Regions from separate parts of the Sus scrofa genome. Here all the other regions are linked to region 1. Evidence: chromatin contacts called from public HiChIP or PLAC-seq data. All regions are on one chromosome and are shown on one strand. The core of a region is the stretch at or near the end of the contact, and the rest is flanking DNA. Distances in the headings are between cores, read along the strand shown. Region 1 has its middle 7.9 kb from the start of SIX1. Region 2 has its middle 69 kb from the start of TMEM30B. Region 3 overlaps SLC38A6 (solute carrier family 38 member 6). Region 4 holds the start of TRMT5 (tRNA (guanine(37)-N1)-methyltransferase). Region 5 has its middle 110 kb from the start of SLC38A6.

Region 1 (2,910 bases), core at 319-2,818:
CAAGAGAACTGCATTTAATACACAGCCTCAAAACACTTTTATTACCGGTCGATTTGCTTATAGCCACAGCCAAATGGCAGGATGTACAATCACATACAGAAGAAAATATTTATTTTGACTCACAGGCAAAGGGATTAAGAGAACATTGTATTAACCTTGCCTTTCATCTAGGTTTTAAAGGGAAGTTCTCCAGAGGCGTCCATTGAAGCTCTATTTTTTTTTAATAAAGAATATCAAAGACTTTTAGGAGACCAGGTGTGTGTTTATCTGAGGGGAGTAGAGAAAGGGAAGAAACTATATGGGGGGCGGGGAGGCCGCTTTCACAAGCTGCTTCAGAGACTGCAAAAAATGTATGTGCAGGAATCTGTTAACAGGCATTCCTACCAGCCGGCTACTCCCCCTCCCCCTGCTGCTTGGAAACAAAATAGCTTCTTTCCAAGCAGGTTGTTATCATATTCATGGCATGGTCAATTTCCGTTTGCCAAGAAAATATTTAGGCTGATCAAAGAAATTAGAAAATCGGATGAATAGAAACAGACGTTCCCACAAGAGAAGCGTTTCTCAATGTGAAGAGGCAGGCAGATTGCAGCCCACCCAGTTACTCCTAGGAAATAGCTCTCTTGCTACAGGGCCACCTGGATTCTGCTGGAAGAGCCCTGGAAGATTCTCGGCTCCCCAGGAAATCCACATGGGGACTGGAGCTTGGGACTCTCTGGTGGCGGACTTGTGAAGAGATGATCGGTTCTAGTATCTATGAATAAACCTGGAGGGCCTTTAATTACGTCCATTAATACGGCATTTCAATACATGAGTTTGAGATCCTTTTGTTTTGCTTTGCCTGGCTTATTATGAGTATATAAAGACAAGAATACATTGTCCTTGGTAGTTGATAGAGGAGTTTCTCCTGAATTAATATAAATTCAAATTTTAGATTTGTGAGTTTGGGTGGGGAATAGTTGATAGTAATCTCAGAACCTCTGGCCTTCGAGTGCACACCCCGGCCAATCGGTGACAGTAAATAAGAGGGTCTTCTGTCCCTTCCTTGTTTCTGCTCAAGGCGCAACCAAACCAGGTGAGGCGCTTACATGCGAAGGATTGGTTGGCGTCGCGGTTTCCTTGCAAGACAGTCGAAACCGAAAAGTGCGCTCCGCTCCGGCAAAAGAGATCCGGATTCTCCCCCACCCCTTGCTCGCCTTGAGCAAACTGGAGCACCTCAATCGCCAGCCAAGCGTTGCAGACCTTACCCTTGGCCTCCAGTTTTCCGAAGGAGAAAGCGAGGGAGGGAGGCCAAGAAGGAAGGCAACTGTGGGGGCCGCTTTAGGGCCAAAGACTCCTTTCCTGCGAGTCTAGACAACGCGGCTCTAGCCAGGCCACAGCAGGAGAAGCGGTTGCTGGTCCGTGAGCTGAAAATCCGCTCTGCCACCCTCGCCCCTCCCCGCCGCGCGTCCCTCGCCCCCGGGGCTCGGCCGAGCATTTTCCTTTCGTGTGTGTGCGTGTCCTTGTGCATGTGCGTGTGTGTGTTTCGGTTCCTCCCGGCTAGGCCAGGGATCTTTTGCCAGGAAGACAGCGCCCTCTCTCTCCTCCCGCAGTGCCCGCCGCCAGCCTGCGCCCCCTCCCAGCTCCGCTGACCTCTCCGCGCCTCCTTCTCGCCCCCGCCCTCCCCGGCCCTGTCCCTTCCTTCCTTACGCCCCTACGCCTCTAGGCCCCCAGAACCACCCCGAGAACGATCGAGAGAGATGCAGGGACCGAAGCCTCGTGACCGAGTCAATGGGCCGACCGGGCCGGAACGCCAGACCTCTGGCAGCCTGACTGGGCGGAGCCGTCCCCGGCGCAGACGCGGCGCCCAAGAGCTCCAGCTCGGCCCGGGGAGGGGTTCCTGGCGCCGGCAGCCGGGAGGGGGTTAGCCCTGCTCCCCCAGCCTGGGCACAGACGGCCTGCGGGCGGGGCCGCGAGGACTCGGCGCGGCGAGCTCTTCTCGGCGCCGGCGCGCACCTGGCAGAGAAGCTTACCCGGGACCCCTGAATGGGCCGGCGAAATGTGGATGCGGGCCTGCACGCTGGGTGATGGGTGGGCGCAGGGGGCGGGAGGGTGTGCTGGTGAACTTGAGTAGAGATGAAGGAAAGTCCCTATAGCCTGATTCCGAGACCTGAAAGCTCCCTTTGCGGCCCATTGGCTGCCTAGAAGCCTTAATCTGCTGGCTTCCAGGAGAGCAGCGCCAAGTACAGCAATGGTGCTGGAAACGCTGTTTGCAAAATCTAAGCCCTGTGGGGTTGGCGAAATGCGCAGAGGGGCATGCTTTGAGTGGGCACCTTGCAAGTACCCCCCTCACACACACGCACGCACACACACCCCGTATTTCATGCCCCACAGCCCAGAGAACTAGTGCTTCAGACAAATATCGCTCGGCCCATTCGATAGCAGAGGCAGTCAAGCTTCCAGCTGCGAAATTCTGGCTCCTTTAGAACCCCCCAAAAATGTACTCGTGTGGACATGCAAAAACACTTTCCACCATGGCGTGGATTTGTACCGACAGAGGTACAGGCCTGAAGTTCTCCCTTTCCGCTCCCAACCGTTCCCGGCGCCTGGGAGCCACAGAGGGAGTTCGCCTCAAGCTCACCCGGCTGCAGAGTGCCGGCGGCTCCCAGAAATGCACTAATTGAGTCACAAACCACCGGCCGCCCCTAACAAAACGATCTACCTCGGCAGCTCAGCGCCCAATTTGTCCACAGCACTTTCTTCCGCAATTCAGAAGCATTATCTTGTTTTTAAAAGTATCGCGGCAGAAACGTGGCAATTATCCTAGGCTCGGGTTACGCTAAATGGCTTTAGGCTGAGAAATGGAACAATACAAATGCCGCGAACGTGCTGATCGCTTCTCTGCGGCGCCTGGGCAGGGGAAGGGGAAGCGAG
Region 2 (2,790 bases), core at 71-2,570, 470 kb before region 1:
ACCTTGACCCTTAACCATACCTCCTGATTTTGAGGACAGACCCTCTCAGTGATTTTGGCAGGTAGACTGGCTCCAATCACCTTTGCAGCCCTCCAGGGAGAATACATAAAGTCTTAACCTTCTCCACCTGTTTCACTCAACAACACCCCACCCCCCGCCCCCATCCACTTTCCATCTTGGGGAAATCTGTTGACTGTTTTCTATCACTGGTGTGCTTCCCACTTTTTTCCATTTGGTGGTATTATATTTGTATTTCCCCATTTATTAGCATGTTACCTGAGAAATCTATGAAAGCTCTCTGTATCTCAGTTTTCTCATTTATCAAATGCAAAAATAAAGTGGAACCTATCTTACTTTGTTATGAGGATTGAAAGAGTTAATACTTTCAAGGCATTGAATTGAATAGCATTCAGTCCATGCTTAGCTCTATAATACAAATCAGCTAGATTTTCATCATCCTCCTCCTCATCATTATTATTTGGAAGAGTCTTGAGAAGAGATAAGAGATCCTGGGAGATAGGATCCCAGGATTACTGCTGCCTGAAGTATTTAGACAATGTACTAAGGGATCTGGTCTGAAATGGAGAAAACCCATGGAACTAGAACACATGAGGTTCATATGTATAGTTTATTCATCTTTAGCTCTGGGTCCCCTGGAGGAGTGCTTCTTAATCTTTAATGTGCATCATACTTACCTGGGAACCTTATCAAAATGTAGGTTCTAATTTAGTAAGTCCAAAGTGAAGTTCATGTCCTGCATTTCTGCCAAGATCCCAGGTGATGCTGATAGTGTTGGCAGTGTATGTGTATATGTTTGTGTGTGCACTAGATGTCAAGATAAAATATAGTTTTGCTCCTGGGTCAGAGTAAAAATATTTGAAAAACATTGCCTAGAGGAAAATCTTCCAACCTCACTCTCAGCTGTCTCCACGAGAGACTCTCCCCCCCTCCGCCCACCCCCTGCCAGTACCAACGTCTGGAATTCTGGTTTGATTTTACTCAGGAAGCAAAAAGGCCCCACACTGCTCCTAATCACTGGGCAGTAAGAGCTGCTCTCAAACCCCAAATCCTGTTACTCGAGGCCACTTCCCCACAGCGTCTGAGATGTAACCTGGGATTATCCACATCTCCCTGCTGCTTTTCCCAGCACTCTGGGGCTTCTGGCTTGGCGCCTCTTCCAGACCACCAGAGACCTGCCATCCCCCACCCTTCCCTGGGGTATCTGGTTTCATCCTTTAGCTACTGGTTTAGGGTTTCTCTTCCTTGGAAGACAGGGACAGCTGAGAATGTGGATCTCATCCTGTCTGGGTTTTCCCCTGACAAGTGGTGGTGGTGGCAGGCTGAGGTGCTTGCAGACCACTCATGATACTATTATCACAGAGAGCAGAGTCAGTGATGAAAAGAACAGGTGCAGTGGACCGGGTTTCACTTCTTGGGCAAGTAGGGACAGCCAGAAGGACAAGCACAGGAATCAAGACTATCACAGATTTTTTAAAAATCAATTACAGGGAGGGATGAATAGGTGGAGCACATGGGATCTTTAAGACAGTGAAACTATTCTGTACGATACTGTAACAGTAGATATATGTCATGGTACATTTGTTGAAACCCACAGAATGTGCAACACAAGAGTGAACCCTCATGTAAACTATGCACTGTAGTTAATAATAATGTGCCAATGTGTTAGCATTGGATCATCCGTTGTAACCAATGTACCACAATAATGCAAGATGTTAGTAATAGGAGAAATTGGGGAGGGATGTGGGGTAGGTATATGGGAACACTCTGTACTTTCCCCTCGACTTTTCCGTAAACCTGAAACTGCTCTACAAAATAAAGTCTATTCCTATGCACACTGAGGTATATGGAACATTTTGCCAACAGGGACCTGCCATATAGCACAGAGAACTCTACCCAATACTCTGTGATAATCTACATGGGAAAAGAATCTAAAAGAGAATGGACGTGTGTACATGTATAACTGAATCACTTTGTGGTACAGCAGAAATGATCACAACATTGCAATCAATTATACTTCAACAAAACTTTTAAAAATGAAAAAAAATAAAGCCTATTAATATTTTTAAAAGTCAGTGGAGATTAAAAACTACCTCACTGGGCTACTGTGATGATTAAAATGGAAAAAAAAATATGAAAGCACTAAAATAGCCATAGTGCCAAAATAAAAAATAAGCAAAAATAAAAAACAAAAGATCAACATCCCATGACATACATAAATACATTACCCCCCTCCCCCGCTCCACACCCTAAAGGTGCCCACGGCCATTGAAGTGGTCTGTATCCTTGCAAACCTTTTCGTATGAATACATGTATTTATTCAATAATGCTTTTGAAACACCTCCCAATATCATGCACCCTTTCAGTGGGATGTTTTCCCTTCCTGCACCCACCCCATCTACTATTAAGGCCAAGCCAAGAGGCTTCTTGTATCTCTGAATCAGAAGGATAAGACACAGACAGAAAGAGGAAGTGGGACCTACTAGCCTTCTCATCTGGAAGGAAAAGGAAAAGGAGAAGAAAAGAGTGCAAGAAATTCAAACAGGAGGGTCCTTGTTTTCTCCCCTCTCTGGGCTGTACCTTGAGATAGGTGGGGGTTTAAAGACTTTCAGATCGATATAAAGGAACCTCAGACCATTTGGACAACAGTGTTTACCCAGCACTCATTCAGGAACTGTAATTCCAGCCTTCGGAAGAAACCCCTCATTTCCCTTAGCGCCACTTCTATATTAACATAACAAGCATTTTGCTGGGGTAGAAACCTAGCTGTCG
Region 3 (2,700 bases), core at 82-2,581, 320 kb before region 1:
AGTTCTCATCATGGCTCAGAAGTTAGAGAACCTGACTAGCATCCATGAGGATACGGTTTCGATCCCTGGCCTCACTCAGTGGGTTAAGGATCCGGTGTTGCTGTCAGCTGTGGTATAGGTCGCAGACTCAGCTCGGATCCTGTGTTGCTGTGGCTGTGGCATAGGCTGGCAGCTACAGTTCGAATTGGACCCCTATCCTGGGAACCTCCATATGCCATGGGTACAGCCCTAAAAGACAAAAACTGAAAGAAAAAAAAAAGACAAAGTTTCACTTGGGGTTTGGGTCTAAGAAACCATTAATTTATAAAAATAATTACCCTTTTTGTTAAACACTTAAAATACACATATGGAGATAAGATTACACAGATCTATTTTTAAAACAGAATGAGGTTTTCAGCACTTGGAAGAAGTGCAGCAACTTCTTAAAGGATTAGTCAGCCAGCTCTAAACAGATGTGCTATAGGAAGAAATAGTAGGTTTGCCTTTCCTTCTAAGAGAGATTCAGTTTTACTAAACACATGCTTTTAGTTATGGATAGTAACTGGTTTATTCTATTCAATGTATCTGCTAATCTGGTGTTCCTACTAAATGTCCAAAGCCACCGAAAGTCTATCCCCACTCAAAATAGTTCACAACACAATCTCTCTCCTTTTTCAAAAGGACTTAAAGAAAAAAAATCTGAAAGGGAGTTCCCATCGTGGCACAGTGGAAACAAATCTGACTAGGAACCATGAGGTTGTGGGTTAGATCCCTGGCCTCATTCAGTGGGTTAAGGATATGGCATCGCTGAGAGCTATGATGTAGGTCACAGACGCAGCTCAGATTCTGCATTCCTGTGGCTGGGGTGTAGGCTGGCAGCTGTAGCTCTGATTGGACTTCTAGCCTGGGAACCTCCACATGCCTTGGTACGGCCCTAAAAAGCAAAAAAAAATTCTGAAAACAATGTCATTTCCCTAATTTATGCACAAATAGAAATTAAAATATATGGAGGGACTCCCTCCACCCCCACAACTCAAGGAAAATACATGTTTGTTTTGTCATTTATCAAGATTTTAAACTTGAATAAAAAATGACCAGAATATTTACCATTCTGAAAATCTTATACACTTCAATAAAATTTTTACTAAGAAATATTTCTCAAAACTTTTTTAAAGTGACAAGTTACCAGCAAATTTTGTCAAAGGAAGTACTTGTGAGAAAGACCCTTCTTCCCAATTTCCTTTATCTCCCCCATTCTAAAACTGCTTTCTAGAATTTCTGGACAATACTATTCAAGGTCTCCAGAAGCTTGCAGATTGACTACAGATGAGCTGACCAGCAGATGGCGTTGTAACAGCACGCCCAACCCGCGTTTCCCAGGAGACAGTACAAACAAGTAATTCTTCAGAATTCACTATCCTACCAAAAATATTTTTTTTCAGAAAGTAAAGCCAAATAGTTTTTAACTTAATATTAAATCACAGTTTTCAAAAATCTGAGCATTTGAAATTTTTATAGTTCTCAGTTGAGAATGATCTTATTTATATACGTTTCTGTTTATAAGATTTAGAAACTGTGATACTTGACCACATAAAAGGAGTGCTGAGTTTCTCTTAAAACTTAGATCTCCAAACTGAGGTGTTAATCAAGACAGCTAGAGTAGGTCTGTGGGAGCTCTGCTAGTCTGGAAAATCTGGGTCATTCTAGCAATTTCAAAAGGTTTCCGTATTTACTAATGTTTAGGGTTTTCCTTTCACAATCGTATAGCAGTGATTCAATCTTTAATCTCCTTTAAAGAACTGGAACATTAAAGAACTAAGGAAAGAACATGCTATCCATAGTGGCCCCTTCATATTTTATAAGAGGAAAAAAAGGATTTAAATACTCCTAGGAGCCACTCACCTTGCATTTTGATTTGGGCAAGATATAAAACCAGAAACAACATCAATTTACTTTTATCGTATACTTCTCAGAGTTAACAGGACTTCTTCTCAGCTTAACTGAAGATGATTTGGGGTTTACTGCTTGATTTCTGGGGATATTTTAGCCAACTGAGTGGTCTATCTCAAGAGTTTAAACACATGTGAAACTAACCACTTACCTTTGTTTTTAGAAAAAGAATCTCAATGCGACACAACTGGAGGAACTATGTGGAAACTACCTGTACTTACTTGCTCTCACAGTTCTTAATCCTTCTACTTGTAGTCCACTAAATTCAAACTCTCAGCCAGAGTTCTCTTCCCTATAACAGCATTAAATATTAAAACTTCCAGATGCTGCTTTTTTGACTTTGTGTCCAAGCAGCAGAGACTGTCAGCAAATGCTCCTCCAGGGCCTGAGGCAGTGGGCAGCTGGGGGCTCTCTCTGACTTGGCCTATTTTGGGCCCCTCATTCATTAGTGCTAAGAGGCAATCAGGAATCGCTTCTAAGTAGTATTTTACTATGTGGCTCTCCATTTTCCAAAGACAACTGTTTCCCTAACTCCAGAGTAAGAGTGTTAAATTTAGTGAGTCACATATTTTTCTATCTAAAGTTTAGAGATTTTTCAAAGACAGTAGATTGTTCTGGTCTATTTGTTAGACCACATTAGTGTCCTATGACTAATACTTGGTGTGTGATTGATACAGGGGAGAAGAAAAAGAGTTTACGTCAAGTTCTGATGGTAGATTCTTCCCTAAAGAAACCATATGCTCACTTATACATTCTGTGTGGTCTTCTCTT
Region 4 (2,921 bases), core at 244-2,743, 290 kb before region 1:
TGGTAAAATAAGAAAATAACTCACCTAAATCCAAGAATGCCAGTGTGAGCCATAACATAAGCTAAGCCAAGGATGCCACTTCCCATGATGGCATTCATCAAATTAAACACTGAGAAACCAAATGAAACACCTGGGGATCCCTGTCTGTGAAGTTCCTGTAAGCACACAAATTTAATAGAGTCAAATGTTTGAATGGTGAGGTTCAAATTTCATCAAGAAATGACAGACAATGGAGGATATCTGCAAACCAGACACATGATGTGACATACCAGGGGCTCAACCAGCAACCCAGCACTGGTTTCCTTTCCTTCCCTCCTCACCTCCCCTTAGTGCAGCACCAGGAATTTGGTTTCCTAGGAAAATCAACTCCAAGCACAGAAACCAGGTCGGCTTCTGAAAAGTCATGACTAACCTTGTGACTGCAAAAGATGAAGATAGGGTAAAATGGGGGTGGGGACAGAGAGCAGGAACATGGCCCCAAGCTCACATGATTACTGAAGAATCCCTGAATCAGCATGGGGTTACTGTAGACTTCTGCTGCTCCTCAATGACTAGGACAGCAAAATTAATCTCTATTTATATACTTAATGAATTAAGTCTGCCCAACGGGAAGGATGGTCAGGAACACCTGACAATGATGATACAGTAAATAGCGATTCACGTTGCTCTGGCGAGGACACTATGGAATACTAAACAGTATGGAATACTAAAACAGTATTTGGGAACAAAGTCCTAGAAACTGACTTAAGTTAAAAGTTGAGTGCACAGGCTTTAGGGTCAAGGGAAGTACTATGTACCTACTATCAGGCCACCTCTACTCCTTCACCATTAAGGATCTCTGCATTAAGTTATTTACAGGTCCCCAGTGACTAAGCTGGGAAAAGAAAAATCTTGTGACTCTTGCACAAAGCTCAAACGACTGGTGAAGGAAACGAGAAGCCGAGAAACCAACAAAGATGCTAAAAAACAGCAGGGAGTTACATAATCCTGGGGCTACTCCTTTAAGTGGGGTCACCAGCCTCCAACTCGCCGCTGCACCTCTTCACCTGAGCCTGCACCTCTACTTCAGCTGTTCTTTCTAGCACAGGTTAGGCTCCTATGACACTCATTAAGTCCGCCAGATCTCGGAATCTCGGCTGCTGCCTTTGGGCCCCATGCCCTAAGCCTCTTCCTCCTCCCTTCGCCTTCCCCTTTCTTTTCTCCGTCGTATTTGGCAGGAACATCAGAAAAGTGCCGGGACTCGAGTTGTGCTAACTTACGTTGCTTAGCAACGGGCTTAACTCTTCCGCCTCTGCTTCTTCTATCTGCTGGGTAGAGACAAACCAGCCCGGCTCCGCACTGATGGTCCCCCACGGCGCCTCCATGCTGCTTGCTGGCCGACGACCCAGTCCATCTACCAGCTACCACCACTGCTCTCCCGGCCAGAGTCGCGCCAGAGGCGGGGCTGCATTCCCGGCCCTTCCGGGTGCCTATACCTCACTAGGGCGGGGAAGGAAGAAGGTAATCGACGCGATCTGATGACGCTCGCCCTTCGGCGACGAACATTGATGTTGTCATCGAGGGCCCGCCTCTCCGTCGGCGACCCATTTCCGAGCCGCAGCAGAGCATGAGGTGAGGGGTTGGTCTGGGAGGCAGCTGCTGAGCGACGCCGGTAAATGGGATGGTGACGTTGATGAGATGGTGGCCGCTACACCTTTGATATTTCGAAGGGGCTGAGGGCGTGTTGTCGGTACCGGTCAGCTCAGGGCGGCTTTCCGCTTTGCGCTGCCTAGGCGAGGTCACCCACCGCCCGGGTGCCCTGCCAAGCCTAGGTCTGAGTACAGTACCAGGGAGTGTGGAGTCTCTTTCATCTTTTCAAAAGCTTTCTGATAGAACTTTAGCCATATTTTTACACATGTAAAGCCGAGACTCACATCAAGTAATTTACCCAAAGTAAATTACACATCTGTTTACCTGCTAGACCCAATTTGAACCCTGGCTATAAATTTTGACAGTTGCTTTATAGGGTTACCAGACGGGACCCTTTCCTTTTACAGTTACTTCTTCGGTAACAAAATGAATAACTGATACTGTTAATGGAATATGAGTATAACACTTAACAGGCCTCATCCTCAAAATACTGAAACCTCTAGTTATGGGCAGGAGTTGTGGCAGTAAAACTTCGAAGACAACATAGAAGTATATTAAGAATACCAGGCCCTGGAATTTAATCCTTGCTCAGCCACTTGGCAGGAACGGGAATTTGGGCCAATTAACCTACCCTTGAGCTTTAGTTTACTCATTTACAAAATGAGAATGTGATACCACGCACACCTCTCAAGGATTGATAATGTATGTAAAGCACCTGACCTAATAGGAATCCACAAGAATTTCCTTTTAAATATTGCCATTGGTAAGGTCATAAATATTGTGACCATTTCATTTAGTGGTGATTCTTAAACTTCAGCCTTCCAATCCCAAACATGTTCTATAGAAAATTGTGGTTGGGAAGGTCCATTGACTGAACGAAGGGTGATGGATCACAAAGCCCTAGTCCTGGCAACACATGGGTAGAAGGTGCACTTTTATTATTTACCACCATTAAAGGTCATCCTGTCCTGGAAATGATAGTATTCTTCTCACACACCACTAAAAGTTTTAATCATCAGCATTCACCCATTATTTAAAACAATTTAAAATTTTATTCCCCAAACTTATTGTGAACATGTTAAGTTAGTGTGTAGCTTTATGGTATTTGTTTTAAAAAATACTTTTTTTTTAGGATCTTATGGAGGCCATTTGGATTTGGATTCTCAAGAAGACATCTCAAAGTGGAAAGCTGTGGAATAACTGAATCAGAATCATCGATTCCACTAGCTTGGGTGTCATTGATACAGAAACCTAACAGGACACCTGATATTTTCTCGTTGGATCAAAGAAAA
Region 5 (2,700 bases), core at 159-2,658, 400 kb before region 1:
GGCCAAGTGGCATGCAGAGATGGAGCTTGGACGTGCATCCAAGCTGTTGAGTTGTCTGTGCATGGGTGTATGCGAGGCCTCCCACTGTGCAGGACAGAGGAGGGTTTGGAAGAGAAAGACTCTCCATTCGTCCCCCATAGGTATCAAGGACAGACCTGGAGGTAACCTGTGGGGTCCTTTTCTTACAGTTCTGGAATCTTTTCCACACCAATCACAATATCTGCAACCCCACCTCTGAGCAAAGAACAGCAAGAAAGGGAGGCTGAGTGCATGCATCTCAAGTGACTCCAGAAAGATAAAGACACACCTTGATGCCCCGCAGGTAGCATGAAAGACAAAAGGAGGGGCCACCTCTCTTTCTGGCCTGTAGTCCTAACTCAGGCTCCTCTGCAGAATCTTTACATCTTTCATGAAAACCAGTAGGTCTCCCCCGTACCTCTGCTCTGATGACAAGGCAGCCCCTTTTCCTGGGGAGAAAAGCCACCTGGATTATCCCCCCCACACACACCCATGTCTGGCTGCCTCGTCATCTTTTTAATAATCTCATAGGAAAATATATTGTTTTTCATTTGCCTCTTAGTTCCTCCCTCCTCTAGCAATTTCTTCTTTCTCCCTCTGAAACCTTATTTTTGCTGTATGGAACCCTGGGCTATAGATTGCCTTAAAAACATGCACTGTAAAGTAAACACATATGGCTGTATCTCTGAATTGTCCAGATCAGGTCCAGCTGTAGAACTTCACCCTTCCAGCTGTTTCCTTGTGAACAGCCCAACAACTGCAGGATCCTGGCTTAAAAGCTACTGTTACTGGTCAGGAGCTCCACGGACACGGTTCACCTTAGATCACCATGAAGAATCGGAGCAGCCCAGGTCAATGGCCCAGGCCCAGGCCCCTGACAAAGCAGGCAGGGTACTGCTGCAGCCCAGGGGCAGGGTGGGGGGAGGGCAGAGAGTGACCCCAGGCTGCCAGAAGCTACCTGACACCTGTGTCCCCGGGGTGTTTCATAAGCCCCAACAGCTCCATAGTTTTAGGGGAAGCGGGGGCTCCCATTACTGTACCAGCCCGTCACCTTCCCTGGAAAGTAACTCCCACCCCACTTTGAACTTTGTCCCCGGTGAAGGAGGGGAGGTGACTGCATATGTCAAAAAAGGTCCAGTCTGGCCTCAAAGAAAGGGCTGCACTGTCTCCCTCTCACAGAGCCCTCTGCAGTTCCTTTTAATCCGCTTACTCGGTGCTCCCCTCAGGTGGGGGGAGCACAGATCCCTCTGTCAACAGCTCTATCTAGAGCAGCCCCGGGGCCAGCCCAGCCTTCACCCTGGCCCCTCGGCCTGCTCGGCGCTCCCTGACCCCGGGACTCAGCTGTGAGAATCAATCATCTCCTTCCAGAACTCATCATTCAGCAGCTGCGGGGCCTCAGCTATTTTTACTGCCCTGGGAAACCCGTGGCCAAGGACGTGCTGGGCTACCTTTGCAGGAGGTGTTGCTGCAGAAAGAAGCCACGGGTTGTCAGGGCAGCTGAGCCTCTGCCTCAAGGTTAAACCCAAAGTGTCTGCCCTAGAACAGGAGAGCACTTGACCTTCCGCTGTGCTGCAACATGAAGGCTTATGTGGGGGAAGCAGAGGGGACCGGCCCAGGGCTGAGGTAGAAGGGAGGGGGAGGGGAGCGGGGTAGACACATGTGTGCCTGGGCTTCTCCTACCCAACAGGGGTGTCAGAAATCATAACAGCTCAGGCACCTGCGCTGCCCCCGCCAAGAAACACCCTTCAACAACCAACACACACAGGGAGCCTTCTATGCGCTGGCCTGGCTCTGGGCCTGGCAGTTCAGGATCTGCCCTGGAGCTGGCCAGCATCTAGAGAGGCCAAATCTCACAGAGCATCACCAAACCCACAAAGAGAGCTTCCCGGTCAGTCCACCCATCACCCTGTTCTTTGCCAGCCTGAGTTTATAACTCTCTTGGTTCCCAGGGGAGGAACCCACGGGGTGAAGGAGCAGGTGATGCAAAGCATTTTAGATTTGCAAAGGTTCATCCGACACCCTAAACAAGCTCCTTCAGCACAGTCCTCTGAGGTAAGTCAGTATTTTTAGTCTGTTTAAAAATAGTCTGGACGGCCAGCAGCTCGGCTGCCTGTGCACACGTGTGCTTTGCTGAGTGGGAAGAGCAGAACTTACCGAGGAGGTCCTATCAGCCACAGGTGGGACAGGTCTCAGGCTCCCTCTATGTCTCCCATCTCCAGAAAGGAAAGAAGGTGGTCTGGAAAGGAAAGATGAGGTCTGAGGCTCTGCTGTTTGCACCTCTGTGACCTCTTGGGTGGCAGGGAAGCAGAACCATGAAAAACTCTGATGGAGGGATGGGTGATGGGGTGGCTGATGGTCTGGATCCCATTCAGGCTCCAATGAGGTGAGTCCAGATCCAGTTCTCCCTGAGCTGGGGAACAGGCTGGTGTGCCATTGCCTCCCTGGTCTGTTGAGGAGGAGCTGGGAGGCTAAAGGCTCAGATTCAAGGTGGAAAGGGAGATACTCATGGAACGTTATGTCTCTCAGAGCAGGAGGCAGGCGTGAGGGCTGCTTGGGTTACGTGAGACAGTGTGTGACCTCGCCTGGGTGGGGCAGCAGCATGAGGTCCTGAGAGGTTTGTGAACCACCCCAGGGCCCTGGAGTCCAGTCAGGCCCAAGACCTCCCTCCGTGCCCCAGGCTCT

The links. HiChIP or PLAC-seq counts read pairs in DNA pulled down with a chosen protein or histone mark.
Region 2: a contact with region 1 is called in an H3K27ac HiChIP or PLAC-seq map of skeletal muscle. The contact joins two enhancer-like sites. A contact is called at or near these places in 2 of 47 Hi-C or Micro-C datasets (embryonic fibroblasts and fetal skeletal muscle) and 1 of 2 datasets of contacts at active chromatin or transcription factors (skeletal muscle).
Region 3: a contact with region 1 is called in an H3K27ac HiChIP or PLAC-seq map of skeletal muscle. The contact joins two enhancer-like sites. A contact is called at or near these places in 6 of 47 Hi-C or Micro-C datasets (embryonic fibroblasts, epiblast stem cells, fetal heart ventricle and 3 more) and 1 of 2 datasets of contacts at active chromatin or transcription factors (skeletal muscle).
Region 4: an H3K27ac HiChIP or PLAC-seq map of skeletal muscle shows a contact between it and region 1. The contact joins the promoter of TRMT5 here to the enhancer-like site in region 1. A contact is called at or near these places in 5 of 47 Hi-C or Micro-C datasets (embryonic fibroblasts, fibroblasts, psoas muscle and 1 more) and 2 of 2 datasets of contacts at active chromatin or transcription factors (alveolar macrophages and skeletal muscle).
Region 5: an H3K27ac HiChIP or PLAC-seq map of skeletal muscle shows a contact between it and region 1. The contact joins two enhancer-like sites. A contact is called at or near these places in 3 of 47 Hi-C or Micro-C datasets (psoas muscle and skeletal muscle) and 1 of 2 datasets of contacts at active chromatin or transcription factors (skeletal muscle).

Annotation. Positions count from the first base shown.
Region 1 is chr1:189,631,144-189,634,053 of Sscrofa11.1, reverse strand. No RefSeq gene overlaps it. Among named protein-coding and RNA genes, the nearest start is that of SIX1, 7.9 kb to the right of the region's middle. Within about 2 kb of position 1,568, at least 38 of the 83 cell types and tissues checked have an H3K27ac peak or open chromatin away from gene starts, as enhancers often do. A contact at or near this core is called in fetal skeletal muscle and skeletal muscle, where this site is marked.
Region 2 is chr1:190,101,236-190,104,025 of Sscrofa11.1, reverse strand. No RefSeq gene overlaps it. Among named protein-coding and RNA genes, the nearest start is that of TMEM30B, 69 kb to the left of the region's middle. Within about 2 kb of position 1,320, at least 3 of the 83 cell types and tissues checked have an H3K27ac peak or open chromatin away from gene starts, as enhancers often do. A contact at or near this core is called in fetal skeletal muscle and skeletal muscle, where this site is marked.
Region 3 is chr1:189,950,937-189,953,636 of Sscrofa11.1, reverse strand. The region is part of intron 5 of SLC38A6 (solute carrier family 38 member 6); the gene reads right to left. Among named protein-coding and RNA genes, the nearest start is that of SLC38A6, 29 kb to the right of the region's middle. Within about 2 kb of position 1,331, at least 9 of the 83 cell types and tissues checked have an H3K27ac peak or open chromatin away from gene starts, as enhancers often do. A contact at or near this core is called in fetal skeletal muscle and skeletal muscle, where this site is marked.
Region 4 is chr1:189,921,880-189,924,800 of Sscrofa11.1, reverse strand. TRMT5 (tRNA (guanine(37)-N1)-methyltransferase) reads left to right here and starts at 1,493. Exons shown (of 5, transcript XM_003121846.4): 1 at 1,493-1,611; 2 at 2,762-2,921. The coding sequence starts at 1,607. It overlaps SLC38A6 (solute carrier family 38 member 6), which reads right to left and starts at 1,416. Exons shown (of 16, transcript NM_001267849.1): 1 at 1,260-1,416; 2 at 25-155. The coding sequence starts at 1,364.
Region 5 is chr1:190,034,184-190,036,883 of Sscrofa11.1, reverse strand. No RefSeq gene overlaps it. Among named protein-coding and RNA genes, the nearest start is that of SLC38A6, 110 kb to the right of the region's middle. Within about 2 kb of position 1,408, at least 8 of the 83 cell types and tissues checked have an H3K27ac peak or open chromatin away from gene starts, as enhancers often do. A contact at or near this core is called in skeletal muscle, where this site is marked.